2 separate regions of the Mus musculus genome follow, and region 1 is linked to region 2. A link is a contact called in public promoter capture Hi-C data. All regions are on one chromosome and are shown on one strand. Each heading gives the region's core, a stretch centred on a gene start, on an enhancer-like site or on the middle of the called end of the contact. The rest is flanking DNA. Distances are from core to core; before and after follow the strand shown. Region 1 has its middle 23 kb from the start of Fzd4. Region 2 overlaps Tmem135 (transmembrane protein 135).

Region 1 (4,129 bases), core at 404-2,903, 230 kb after region 2:
GTGGTAAGCAAGATTATGTCTGGAGTGCAGGAGATCCCTTAGGGCGTGTCTTAGTACTACCATGTCCTGTGATTAAAGTCAATGGGAAACTACAACAGCCTAATCCAAGCAGGATGACAAAGGACGCAGACCCATCAGGAATGAAGGTATGGGTCAATCCTCCAGGAAAAGAGCCAAGACCTGCTGAGGTGCTGGCTGAAGGTGAAGGAAATACAGAATGGGTAGTAGAGGAAGGTAGTTATAAATACCAATTAAGGCCACGTAACCAGTTGCAGAAACGAGGATTATAAAGTAATATGAATGCCCATTGTAAATTTACTAATGCGTTTGCGATTGTACGAGGGATAGTTATATCATGTTAGGCGTATTTACAACCTTGTTATTGTTTCATGTGAACATGAGATATTATTTGTGTCAAGTTGACAAGGGGTGGATTGTAGTGGCTATTCCTGGTTGTCAACTTGACAATATTTGGAATGAACTACAATCCGGAATTGGAAGGCTCACCAGTGACCCTTATCTGGAGGCTTGGAGATCCTTATCTGGATCTTGGTTTGAAGATCTTGAGCCATAGTGGCTATGGATTCCAGAAGATTGAATCTCCGAGTTAAGGAACACACCTTTAATCTGGGCTATGCCTTTCATCTGGGATTAAAGGTGTGGTGGAACACACCTTTAATCTGGGCTACACCTTTTGCTGGAGACAATATAAGGACATTGGAAGAAGGGAGTCTAGCTCTTGCTCTTGCTCCTTCGCCTGCTTGCCGTGTGAGACTGAGTAACTGCTAGATCCTTGGATTTCCATTCACAGCTGCGACTGAACAATTGTAAGGAATTGGGCTGCCGACTGTAAGTTATCAATAAATTCCTTTACTAACTAGAGACTATCCGTAAGTTCTGTGACTCTAGAGAACCCTGACTAATACAAGAACCAAAGCTATTTGTATTCTGTTCCACAAAAGGCACATTGCAATTTGACCTGGGAACACTTTCCTCAAAGAGACAGGAGTCTCTTTGTCATCAATAATAGTTCTTGATGCGCGGATCTTATAACCTCACCAGCAAATGTACTTAGAAAGTTATTAGAGTTCCTACTAGATAAGAAATAGGATATTAGAACAGCCGTGTGTGTGTGTGTGTGTGTGTGTGTGTGTGTGTGTGTGTGTGTGTTTAAATGTTTACAAGATTATGATTCACAGTAAGATTTGAGGACTACTGTCCCAAGGCATTGACAATCTATGGAAGATCTTTTGGGAAGTAGATTGTAAATTTGCCTTTCTGAGAAACATTTTCTGTAAATTTACAGACACAAATGTCTGTTCCCTTTCTTTGCTCAATAGTAAACTGTGGATATAGTAGCCTTCTGAGATAAGGAATAAATAGAAGAACTAGTAAGTCGTTCCATAAACTACTAAGTGGTGAAGTTGTATACAGAAATTAGTCATTGTTATGGTGACCCTGAGTTTAGGATGGAAGATTTATATTACCAAGCCCTGGGGACAGCCAAGTGGAATGTGGACACAGATGGCTCTTAACTTCCACATATTTAACTTTTATACAACCCAATTTTCACACATTACACATGCCACCCTAAAATGCCTTTCCCACACCAAATCTGGAATTCCATACACTTGCAGCTTAATGAGCAATTTGAGGCATCCTGTGGCTGTACCGCCAGCCAGCCACAGCTTGGCTCCAGCAAGGTCACTTCTTTTCCTGTCTGACGTTCTTGTGTGTGTTTTCTTGCAGCTTACCACTATTGTTTGCAAAGCAAACAAGAGGAGAAAACTGTCTTTAGTCATCTTTAGCTCCTATTATATTTCTCTGGCAGGCTTGGGTTGTGACTGCTCCTATTTTTGTTTTATGAGTGCGATGGCCTTACATAGCTCCTTGTTCACGAATCAGTAGTTCTTTCAGGCTCTTTTCTGTTTCCTCTGCCCAGACTGTTCTTGTTCCTTCTCAGTTTTATGCCTGGCGAACCTAGCTGTCTGTTTTATAAGTTTAGGGATCTGGCATGGGCTCTCTGTTCAGACTTGTTTTTCCCTAAAGGTCGCTGGCCTAAAAGAAAGAGTCCCTGTGGTGTGAGTCTAAGAGCATGGAGAACTTGACCGAGGGAGGGACTTAGAAAGCATGGGCACAGGACAGCAGGCTGCTGGGTTTGCCTTTCCCTTCCGCCTTCCACTAGTCCCTCATTGTAGAAGAAAAATGGCTTTACTTTAGTATGGCAGGGCTTCAGTGGATTTTTGTTCTTAACAAAGATGTATTTTTTAATTGTTTTTTATTAATCCATTTTAGAATCTTTTATATTCATTTGCCTTGGCCCTCTCCCTAGATATCACTATTCCTTCAATATCAGCGGGCCACATACTTGGAGAACTCTTCTGCTATGGCTTCTACGGAAGGTCTGGGGCTCCTGTTGCTGTGAGCTACTCAGGGGTGATAGTGAGAGGTCAGGCACACAACTGGCTTTGCTGTTCTAGAAGGTTCAAGAGTTATAGCCACAATGGACTGACTCAGGTCCCTTTTAATCCTATACTTGTGTTCTCGGCACTTGTACATGTTTTCACCCAGTATCTGGGTCAACCAAACTGAATGTAAGTGCTTCAAGTTGGCCAAGAACAGGCAGAAGTTGAAGTAGAAAATTACTACAAATAAGTAATTTTCGTGTGCAGGGGTGGGGGTGGGCTGCACATGTATGTGCACATGCATATACAAGCAAATAGCTAGCCTGTGCATGAACATGCAAAAGAAAGACGGCGTCGAGGATCTATATTGCTTTTCTCTTCTTACACTTTTTTTCTGAGAGAGGGTCTCTCTCACTTAATCTAGAGCTCTCTATTTCAGCTAGACTGGTTGGCCAGCCTGTTTCCACACCGACACCCTTTACACACTGAACCCCTATCCTGCAGTAACTCAGGGTTACAAATATGCCATGAGCAGGATCAACTTTGTAAGTGTGTGCTGAGGATTCAAATTCAGGTCCATGTGTTGACTCACTGAACACACTCCCCAAGCCACCTCCACAGCCTCTAGTCTGGGTAGTTGTTGTTGTTCCTATTCATGTTGCTTTTACATTTTAAATAATCAAGTATATGATACAGCATTCAGGTTTCTATTTTTAACTTGAGATTAAAATATGTATAATGACTCCTGGGAAATGTATAATTTGCTTAGTTCTTGGGGATAAAAATTCCTCATGTGATAGGTAAGGTTATTATTTCACTTTTAAATATTTCATATAAAATTTTTAGGAACTCATTAAACACAAAAATAGAACTGCCTCCAAAAAAAGATATAATGTGCAGAAAAATATTAAGAAGGAACCAGTAGACCCTTGGGCTAGAAAAACAAATATCTGGGTATTTTATAAGTTTTCTGGCAAGCTTATAGCAATTTTGTTACCCTGCCATAGTATTTACTGATGAACACCCCTGTGTAGCTAGTTTTCTCTGAGCAGTGAGCAACACTGAGAGATTCTTCCACATTCTGCCAGTGCTTGGACTTTCAGTTCTCTGTCCTGTAATTTGTTGGCTGTGGGCTCCTGCCCATGGTTTTGGTACAATCTCCTGCGGTGAACTGGTGGAGTGACACCACCCTAACTTTGAGGTTTCTGGCAGAACATCATTCTGGTGGTGCTATGGTTGCTCCAGAGTTAACTGAGGAGGAATCCTGGCCAAGGCTTGTTCCGCCTATGCATTCAGTGCTGTAATAAAGCGCCCATTCCCTGTGTCCTCTGCACAAAACAAAATGACTTCCCCAGGTGGATCTAAGTCCAGTTAAGAGCAGGCTGTTTTTCATGGACTGGATCCCCTTCTATGTTGTTCAGTTACTTCCCAGGGGCAAAAGGAGGCATTCTGTCTCTAGTTAGTTTTCCTAACTAACTAGTCTGTCTGATCAAGACATTGTCTGTCTATCCACCAGCAGCATTTACCATACCGCATGCCTGGTTAAGTTCTAGACCAGCACTTAACACGCATTTCTTGCTTAATAAGAGTCATAAGCCAAATCTCAGGTCTTAATGTGCAGGGGGCTTAGCCTTGAGGATAACACAGCTGGCCTGAGCTATATAGTAAGTTCCAGGCCAGTGTGTGCTACAAAGAGAGATGTTTCTCAAAAAAAAAAATCATAA
Region 2 (3,707 bases), core at 181-2,680:
AACTGCATGAAGCTAAACTGAGGAATGCTGCTTTACACTGAAGCTAACTGAGCCTGAAGACACTCAACACTGCATCTCCACCCAAGAGCTGGGACCTTGGCCTGCATGCTACATTCCAAAAAGTCAGACTTGTATTTTCCAATTACAATTTTCTTTTCTAGAAAAAAGAAAAACCGAATTGCTACAGGAAAGTAAGGATTGATTTTCCTGAAGCCCGGTGAACACATGACCATGAAATAGGCCAGTCATTCGTGAGTTCCTGTGAGTGACTCTCTGGAACTGCCCAGTATTTTTTCAATACTATGACAGTCCTTTTATCTCTGTGATATTGTGCTAAAGAACAAACAGACTAATTTTTTCACCCAGTTTTCAAAAAATAAAATCAATATGTCTCTGCATTCAGGCAATATTTGCTGGCTATCTATCTATTATATACTGGGATTACAAGGCTGTGGGAACATGGCAGGCAAGACCAAGTTCTTGTCTTTGTGGCGCTTTACAATCTTATATGGAAAGAGAAACCAAATGAGTAAAGTAATATAATAATTAAAAATTACAATGTGTCACAATGGAAGTAATTGGCCACTAGAGAAACTTGTATTAGACTGGATAGTAAAGAAAAGCTACTGACTGTGTGACATTTAAGTTGATCCAAAAGAGAAGACACTTTCATGAAAACATGTCACACTGGCTGGACAGAAAGCACAGAGCCAATACAGAAGTGGGCAGGAACAGGATCCTACTAAGACAGCTGAGAGCAGAGTGAGCTGAGAAGAATGGAATTAATGTGAATATCGATCAGGGTTGTAGCGTAACGTGGTGCAATCAAAGCTCCACTGCAATGAGATACACCTTGTTAAAGCTTCAGTATTTTAGCCTTTAATCCCAGGACTCAGGAAGCAGAGAGAGAGGCCAGCAGATCTCTGAGAGCTCAAAATGTACACACCCAAGGGTTACAGGACAGCCAGGGTTACATAGATAACCCAAAAACAAGCAAAAGAGACTTCAGAGTATTTTCAAAGTGTAAACTTCTCTCCCACGTGTCTCCAGACAGTTTAGCATATTTCACAAACTGCTAAGTCCTGGAACACACTTTAAAGAGTCACTAGGTTTCTGACTGCGTGTCAATTCTCGGTCTTTTTTTGTTTTTTGTTTTCCTAGAAAACGCTCAGTATCAGCTCCCCAGCCCTGCCTGAACTCCCCCTTTGAATAGACTAAGTCAGTTGTCAGACGGAATCTCCCTCTTTATGAGCCAGTAGAGTCTTCTTTATTTGTTGTTGCCACTTCGAAAATGAGGCAAGAAATCAAATCTGGACACTGCACAAGGAAAATGTATTCTTCTGTCGCTAGCCCTAGACACAGCTCTCAGGATTCTGAGATGAATAGGAAGTTGGGCAAATGCCACTATCAACACTGAGTCTCGGCATTCCACTTACAAGCACTGATGTGGGAAAGTGCCTAAGTTCTCCATAGCCGTGCAGAGAGAACTGCACATCTGAGGTTTGTATGACTCGGTCAACTAATCTCCCGCCCCCGCAAAAAAAGAAAAAAGAAAAAAAAATCAGACCTTGTAAGAAATAAGTGACTTCTTAAAAAGCATTGGGACTGTGAGCACCATTCAAAACTGAGGGACTTAGAGCAGATGGTGCCACCTGCCCCAGACACTCTTTCCAGAGCTAGTGATGAGAGACAAGTCAGGAGGCAAGAAGTATAGTTTTGCAAAAAAAATGCCCATGTGCCCTAGAGACTAGGGAATCTGTGTGAATGGACACAGTTAAGTCCCTTAGTGCTGACCTATAGGCATGCTCTAGTAATCTGAGTCAAATACAAATTAAATGGCAGCAGAACGATATGGTCTTTTCTATTTGCTTAGAAATTACTACAGAAACTAATGTTGGGTTTAAAGCAGCAACTGTTGACAAAAATCAGGGAGACGCCTTTGTAGACTCACTTTAATGCAGTAGGAAATGCAGTTGTCTTCATAATGCTTGCAGCATCTGTGCCTTGGTCCATGCTTGCATCTGAAATCAGACCAGAGAGACAACACTAATCATAACTAATTAAAGTATGTGTGCATATTTATGCCTCTCTGGGTGTGCCTATGGATGGATATACTGTGCATGAGTGTATTGCAAGCCTATACAAAAATTTCTTAGCAGTAAAGGAGAAAAAGATCCCCCTTTCCCCCCTAAATGCTCACAGCTTTCTGTCGGACCTACAGAAGCAGAGCTAAGAGTGTTGCTTTAATTTTGTTGCTAACACCTTGTACAAAACATGTGATTGCAGTTCAAGTGACACACTGTGGAGCAGGGAGACGATACTGGCACTTCTTTGTGAATGAATATGAAAAACATGGCTACACTGTCTACTATATACACCACGAAATTTTAGGAGCTTTAAATCTCTTGTTACAGAGTATGATGACCATAAATCATCCGTGAAGTCAGTCCTTAAACAAAATCATAATAAGAATGCATTCAGGTTATAGGAATTTATACTTAATTATATTTGAGAGGAAACATCTGGAAAAGAAACCTGATAAAGTGTCAGAATTCAAGATTCAGTTATTAAAATAAATATGGAAATAGGAATCATGTGGGAACTCAAAGGCTATTTGTGACTTAACTGTAAAGCACTTACAGTCTGGAGTTTCATATAAACATTTCTGCCAGGACTACTGTTCATGTGGGACACCGACTCTATGACCCCCTCATTCATCCTTGGTAGAAAAATGTAAGTCAACCAACATGCATCTCAACAGAACTCCTTTTCTTTGAGGGGCTCAAGTTCCAAAGTCGGCAGTCACTGTAGCTTCTTCCTGACAAGTTAACTGTTTCTGTGAAGAGAGCACCAAACTTTCCCCTGGGTATAAGAGCAAGCGGCTTGCAGAGCAGTGCTCTGGCTCTGTACGTCTCCAACCCTGTGCAAGACCTCTCAAAAACCAATCTTTGCACTGCAGCTGAACTGCACAGGAAGCTTCCCTGGTCAAACTCGATGGCACTAGCTCATTCCGCCCTAAGCCTGAAGTCATGGGAATGATATGCCATATCTGGCCACGTGGAAGTGCTGAATAGAGGTGAGCTACAGAAGCCGGCCTGCCTTGTGCAAACTATCACTCTTCTACAGGTCAGGTTTTACTACCAGAACTGCTTCATCTGCAAAGTGCCGACGTCATCAGTACTGTCATGTGAGCTTTCCCTGGTCACCCAGAGTGGATTCCAGTGTCCTATAATGCTACTCCCAAACATTTAGGGTTGCTTCTATATAATCCTCGAATAGTTTTACCTGAGTGCAGCTGCTCAGGCAAGGCCTGCCAAGGCTGAAGGCGCGCCGGCCCTCAGGAGCCATGCACATTCATCCGCTCATGCTCTCCCTACTACATTCAGTTACTTCCATCAAGGCGAACTACACTGTTCTTCACGCAGCAACCCAAGCCTGTTGTTACACTTGTTTGAGCTCACTGCCACACCTGTTTCTGCCTTTACACTTTCTGTGTCCCCATCTTCTGTTTGCAGTATAGACTAATATGAAAACAAAGAAACAAAAAAATGAATTTGGCCAAACGTGATTATCACCTATGCCTACAGAGCCCAACAGGCAATTCCACAAGTGCCAACCACAGATGACAACAAGGATTTTGTGAAGCATGGTACTTTAACCTTTTTCCAGAGACACAAGCTGGTAGAGGCAAATGATAGGGGAAGAAA

The links. Capture Hi-C pulls out chosen DNA fragments and counts their contacts.
Region 1: a promoter capture Hi-C map of adipose tissue shows a contact between it and region 2. The contact joins two enhancer-like sites. A contact is called at or near these places in 2 of 39 promoter capture datasets (epiblast stem cells and neutrophils), 4 of 15 datasets of contacts at CTCF or cohesin (CD8 T cells, the G1E-ER4 cell line, pro-B cells and 1 more), 34 of 484 Hi-C or Micro-C datasets (the 3T3-L1 cell line, the AML12 cell line, B cells and 24 more), 3 of 115 datasets of contacts at active chromatin or transcription factors (CD8 T cells, large pre-B cells and stem cell-derived neural progenitor cells) and 3 of 9 other capture datasets (adipose tissue, liver and pancreatic islet).

What each region holds. Positions count from the first base shown.
Region 1 is chr7:89,379,533-89,383,661 of GRCm38.p6, forward strand. It overlaps a transcript of Tmem135 not described here. Among named protein-coding and RNA genes, the nearest start is that of Fzd4, 23 kb to the right of the region's middle. Within about 2 kb of position 1,654, at least 33 of the 459 cell types and tissues checked have an H3K27ac peak or open chromatin away from gene starts, as enhancers often do. A contact at or near this core is called in adipose tissue, where this site is marked.
Region 2 is chr7:89,154,476-89,158,182 of GRCm38.p6, forward strand. It overlaps Tmem135 (transmembrane protein 135), which reads right to left. Exons shown (of 15, transcript NM_028343.5): 9 at 1,952-2,021. Among named protein-coding and RNA genes, the nearest start is that of Tmem135, 180 kb to the right of the region's middle. Within about 2 kb of position 1,431, at least 24 of the 459 cell types and tissues checked have an H3K27ac peak or open chromatin away from gene starts, as enhancers often do. A contact at or near this core is called in adipose tissue, where this site is marked.